2 separate regions of the Mus musculus genome follow, and region 1 is linked to region 2. Evidence: chromatin contacts called from public Hi-C data. All regions are on one chromosome and are shown on one strand. Each heading gives the region's core, a stretch centred on a gene start, on an enhancer-like site or on the middle of the called end of the contact. The rest is flanking DNA. Distances are from core to core; before and after follow the strand shown. Region 1 has its middle 6.9 kb from the start of Gm40337. Region 2 holds the start of Rabgef1 (RAB guanine nucleotide exchange factor (GEF) 1).

Region 1 (2,700 bases), core at 71-2,570, 690 kb after region 2:
GCTCCTAACCACTGAACCATCTCTCCAGGCCTTAGGTGTTTACACATAAACTTATGCATATTTAAAATGTCTTTTTTTTTCCTGAGAAAGTGTCTATAGACTTTTAAAAATGAAACATGTATTTTGTGTACTTATATTATACATGTCTGGGATGCTTTTCTAAGGAGATGCTTTATAGACTTCAACAGACTACCATAGGGTCTAGGTATGGAGGAGGTTAAAAGTGTTTGACAATACCTGGAGAGATGGTTGGGTTGCTAAAGTGTCTACTGTGCAAACATGAGGACCGGAGTTGTCCCCAGCACCCACATACAGTAGCCTGAATTTGGAACTTCATCCCTGGAAGACCAAGGTACAGTGGACAGAGGATCCCTGGGGCACACTGGCCGGTCAGCTTAGCCTAGTCAGTTAGCTCCAGATTCAATAAGAGACACTAACTCAAATAAGTTGGAGGTGCTGCAGATATGGCTCATTGGGTTAGAAATCTTGCTGTACAAGCATGAGGCCCCGGGTTCAGATCCCAGCACCTACAGAGAAAGCCTGATGTGGCCACTCATAGCCCCAGTGCTGTGGGGGCAGAGACAAGGAGATCATTGGGGCTTGCTGACTGCTGGCTTCACTCTAGTGAGAGTCAAGATCACACACAGTGAGAGATCCTGTCTTAAGAACAAAAGAAGTCAGAGTGTGACAGAGAAGGACAGCCAACATCTCCTACTGGATCTTTATGCATGCACCTGCACACATGCATGCACATGCAACACATGCATGCACATACAACACATGCATACACATGCACATATACACATATATAGCATAAACAACACGTGCATATATAACACACATGCACGTTGAAACCATAAGATAGACAGCAATAGAGGGAGACACGATATCAACCTCTCGCCTCCACACATAGGCACACACACACTTATGCTTGGAAGGTTCCCATAAACGCTCAGAAGTCCAACATCAGCCCAGCCAGAGTCCAAGACCAAGGTACCACATGGTTCTGTTCTCCACAGATCATCCCCTCCCCAAACTCATTCCATCCAGGAGGACGCCCTCCAGCAAACATCACAACCATCAGGCTTTCTTTGACAACAACTCAAGACAGTTTTCATTCTTAACTTGCAATGTTTCAAATCTCCACAGTCACAAAGTTCTCATGAGTCAGTCGGCCTGCAGGATCTTCAACACAGAGGCAGCTTCCTCAGTGAACTTCAGTTTACAAAGACTAAAAAAATGAATGAATAAATGTGGTTTGAATATGCGTGGCCTACGGGAAGGGGCACTATTAGGAGGTGTGGTCTTGTTGGAGGAAGTGCGTCACTGTGTAGGCGGATGTTGAGGCCTCCTAGGCTCAAACTCCTCCCGATGTGGAAGAGAGTCTTCTGGCTTCCTTCGATCAAGATGTAGAACTTTCTGCTCCTCCAGCACAGTTTCTGCCTGCATGCTGCCATACTTGTGCCATGATGATAATGGACTGAACTTGTGAAACTGTAAGTCAGCCCCATCTAAATGTCCCTTTTAAGAGTTGCTTTGGTCATGGCGTCTCTTCACAGCAATAAAACCCCAACTAAGATAATAAGTAAATTGAAAAGAGCTGTGTCTAGTCCAGTTTGAAGCCAGGGACTGGAGGGATGGCTCAGCAGTTAAAAAAAGGAAAGGAAGCCACGGAAATCAAATTCAGGAGCCAGCAGGGGGCTCCAGAGACCCACTCTTACAGCCTCATGCCCAGCTTTCAGCAAACATTTCTCCTGGACCATGGTTCTCTGGCCTCCTTCCTCTTCCTCTCCTCCCTTGCCCTTTCTCCTTCCGTCTGTCCCTCCCCTCCTTCCCTCCCTTCAGGGTTAGGCATGGACTTGAAAACCTCCCACAACCAAGCACTCTACCATCGAGTTCCATCTCGTACCCTGTTCTTTCTTTTTCTTTTGAAATAGAGTCTCACGGAGTTGCCCAGGCTGGTCTTGAACTCACTCTGCAGCCAAGGCTTTCTTGTCTTGTCTGTCTGTCTGTCTGTCTGTCTGTCTTTACATTTTCCCCCTTAAAATTAGTTATATCTGCCTGCCTGTGAATATTTTAGTATTCATTCTCTCTCTTTCTCTCTGTCTCTTTCTTCCCCCTTCCCTACCCCTCTCCTCTTCCCTCACTGTCTCTCTCTTACACACACACACAATCTTGAGCCCCTACCTATGTATCTTTAACAGACTTCCTTATAAGGTCACAGCTCACCCTCCATGGATCATCAATTTCATGCTTTAGATTTGTGAGACGAGAACCTGGAAGCCATTGGCTAAGGGTGGCTTTGGTGGCCATTGAGATTTTGGGGACCCTAACTCTCAAAGCCAATCTCACCTGGCTCTGTCATTCTCAAAGACCCCCCAGTATTCCAGTCTAATCTCTGGTAATTGAATGAAAGCTCTGGAATGCATCCCTTTAACAGACCCTCAGCTCCCACTGTCCTCAAAGCTAAAGATGTCATCAGATAACAGCTCAGACCTATGGCTCTGCTCTTGTCCACCTCACCCCTGTCCTCACCAACATATTCAGCAACTGCACTGATTTATGGCTGTCTTTTGTCTGATAACTATAAAAGTCCACTCTACGACTTCACATGGTGGCAGTGTCATGAACATGTCATTCAGTCAACTTGGAACTCGTGGCAGTGTGGCTGGGCTGCCTGGCTGGTGATCTCTAAGGACC
Region 2 (2,700 bases), core at 88-2,587:
CCCCTCCTTCTTTTTTTTGTCAGGTCAGTTCCAGGATTTGGATTTAGGTTGTCAAGCCTGAATGGGAAACCTTTTACACACTGAAACATCTCTCTGGCCCTCTTTACTTGTAATCCTCTTTCATAAAACTCGCTTTCACCTCATTTGTCTGTGTCTTTCTTTAATCTTCATAGACCTTAAACATCCAACTTGGAGCCACTTCCCTAGGCCAACCTGACCCTGTCTGGCACCCTACAGCCTTGTGCCAAGCACAGCTGGGTCATGAAAGATCCTTTTATTCTCACAACTCCTGCATCATCATGTGCTCTCATTATAAAGCTATACCCCACAACCTTCCTTATATTTGCCCAGGCCAAGAACACTAGAGATGGGAACTCCTGAACTTCCTGTCTCCACCTAGCCAGGCTGGGATCACAGCCTAGTTGCTATTGGACCAATTTCCTTAAGATTCTCCTAAATTGAATCAGTTTCAAGTCCTGCTCTTAAAAAGAGCAAGCCAGGAGTGTTCATTTCTGTGGGCCATCTGCCCAGGTGACCAGGTTCTTTCTATGGACGAGTGCCCAGGAGTGAAAAACAAAATAGCAGAGTCAGAAAAGGTGAAAACAGGCATTTATTGAGACAGGGGTTAAAAAAAAAATTCTGCTGGGAACAGTGTTTTGTTTTTGTTTTTTGTTTTTTCCAGAGCTGAGAGCCAGTCTCACGGACTCTGGGTTGCTCATTTGTAGGGTTCATTCTGAATTCTCTCCTCCCCTATCCTATAACTTCATCTCCTCCACCCCGACGGTTCTTGGCCCAGGGAGATAACAAAAGCTAGTGAGGTGGCATGTCAACTGTCCAGTGGGAGCGTTATCTATCTTTACAGACAGGCAGTCATGTGCTAAACTTTTCCCTCTCGATCTTTTTCCTGACTATCTATTCCCTGCTAACTGCTCACTAGGGGAAAGGTGTGTTTGTATTTCCTTCTGGCGGCCGCATTCGCTAAGCGCTGGGAGATGTCTCCTGGTCCCAGACTTTGATGTCCCGTTTCGTGTATGGCTGTCCTCGGGGCTCCTTGTCGCCCTCAGGCTAATGCAAGCAGAAGCTGGTAGACGGAATGAGGAATGACAGGGGAAACCGCGGCTTCTCGCGAGTCACAGACACGTCAGCGAGGGCCTCACGGTCACTCGGTGTCCCCTGCCCTCAGGGACTGCCCCTTCGGGTGGACAGCCTCCGGAGCGTTGCAATCTTTTCCGGCCAGCCGCCAGCCAGTCCCCGGAAGTCCGAAGCGTCACGGAAATGACGCCACGCGTACGCACCGCGCGCGTGCTCGCGGTGCCGGGGGCGGGGCGTGCGGGGGCAGGGGCGGGGCAGGGAGCCGAGTGACTGAAGGGGCGCTGGGAGCGGCGGTCGGACGCCGGCGGAGCCGCGGAGCAGGTTCGGAGGGACGGGGGCTCCGGAGGCGCGTTCCCACACGGAGCGGGGCGGCGGCGGCGGTGTCCGGCCGCGCGCTGACCGGGGCCGCTCCGTTCCGCCTCTCAGCCGGGAGGGCGGGCGGGCGCATAGGGCCAGGCCGCCGGAGCTCTGCTGCTGCTCTCGGCCTCTCCAGCTCGGCCGAGTTCTTCCCAGCTCGGCGGGACTCGGGCTCCCGGGAGGACACGCTCCCCGGTCGTCGGCTGCCGCTCCGATCCTGTCCGAGTCCGGAGTTGTGGTTGCAGCCGGGCGGGTCCCATCCGGAGCCCGCGTGGGTCCCGGGGCTGGTGCGGCTGCTGTGGCGCGGGGTTTTGAATACTCGTCCCAGGTGCTAGAGGCCAAGGTTATGGGTGTCTCTGAATGAGAAGTCCTGAAGCTGAGGCAGGAGGATTGCCGCGAGTTTTGAGGTCAGCCCTCTGCCACTGAGGAAGACCCTTTTATGGAAAATAATAATAAAGGCAGTCCCTGATTCCGAGCTGTCTGGAAGGGAGAGCCAAGGGGATGTCCTTCCATCCCTTCGCGGAAGTTGGCTCCATAGAGGGAAGCGCCTTGGAGACTAGGTCATTGGCAGCTGGCTGTGTCTCAGAGCTGATGACCAACCTCTGTGGTTGGGAAATGTGTTGCTGGATGTGGTAGGCTCGGTCTGTCTGTGGAGTTTAGATGTGACACTGGCATAAGTTTTACAGCGTCACCTAGTTTTGTGGTAAGAGCCCCTATGGTCCCCCCACCCCCTGCCACCTCCTGGAAGTTAACTGTTGGGTCTTTTAACCTACAAACCTAGAATTACTTTTCAAAGGAAGACCCAATTAGTCACCCACTTCTGACATCCCAGTATTTGGAAATTGAGTCAGGAACAACAGTCTTGGGAGTTTTGACGTCAACGGGGCTATGTAGTGAGTTTGAGGCCAGCCTATACTACAGAGTAATATTCGATCCTCCCGCCCACCAGAGTCGCAGTTAAAAGAAAGAAGAGGCTAAAATAAAATGGTCTTGTCAAGCTTGTTACTGGGCGGTGGTGGCGGTGGCTCACACCTTTAATACCAGAATGCTGGAGGCAGAGACAGATCTCTATGAGTTTGAACAGGCCTGGTCTACAGAGTGAGTTCCAGGACAGTCCAGGCTACATAGACTGTTTTGGGGGGAGAAGAAGCTTGCTTGTTACTTGGTGATGACTGACTTTAAGGTTTACACATGTTAGATAGGGGCTGTTTAACTGAGCTACAGTCCCAGTTTCTATTCAGCCTCTGAGAG

The links. Hi-C and Micro-C count contacts between places; a contact is called where the count stands out from the background.
Region 1: a contact with region 2 is called in a Hi-C map of the N1E-115 cell line, with 7 times the contacts expected there. The contact joins the enhancer-like site here to the promoter of Rabgef1 in region 2. A contact is called at or near these places in 4 of 39 promoter capture datasets (cranial neural crest, frontonasal cranial neural crest, hippocampal neurons and 1 more), 6 of 484 Hi-C or Micro-C datasets (the N1E-115 cell line, cerebellum, cortical neurons and 2 more) and 3 of 115 datasets of contacts at active chromatin or transcription factors (embryonic forebrain, neural tube and pro-B cells).

The regions. Positions count from the first base shown.
Region 1 is chr5:130,860,776-130,863,475 of GRCm38.p6, forward strand. No RefSeq gene overlaps it. Among named protein-coding and RNA genes, the nearest start is that of Gm40337, 6.9 kb to the left of the region's middle. Within about 2 kb of position 1,321, at least 3 of the 459 cell types and tissues checked have an H3K27ac peak or open chromatin away from gene starts, as enhancers often do. A contact at or near this core is called in the N1E-115 cell line, where this site is marked.
Region 2 is chr5:130,170,482-130,173,181 of GRCm38.p6, forward strand. It overlaps Rabgef1 (RAB guanine nucleotide exchange factor (GEF) 1), which reads left to right and starts at 1,338. Exons shown (of 9, transcript NM_001199059.1): 1 at 1,338-1,413.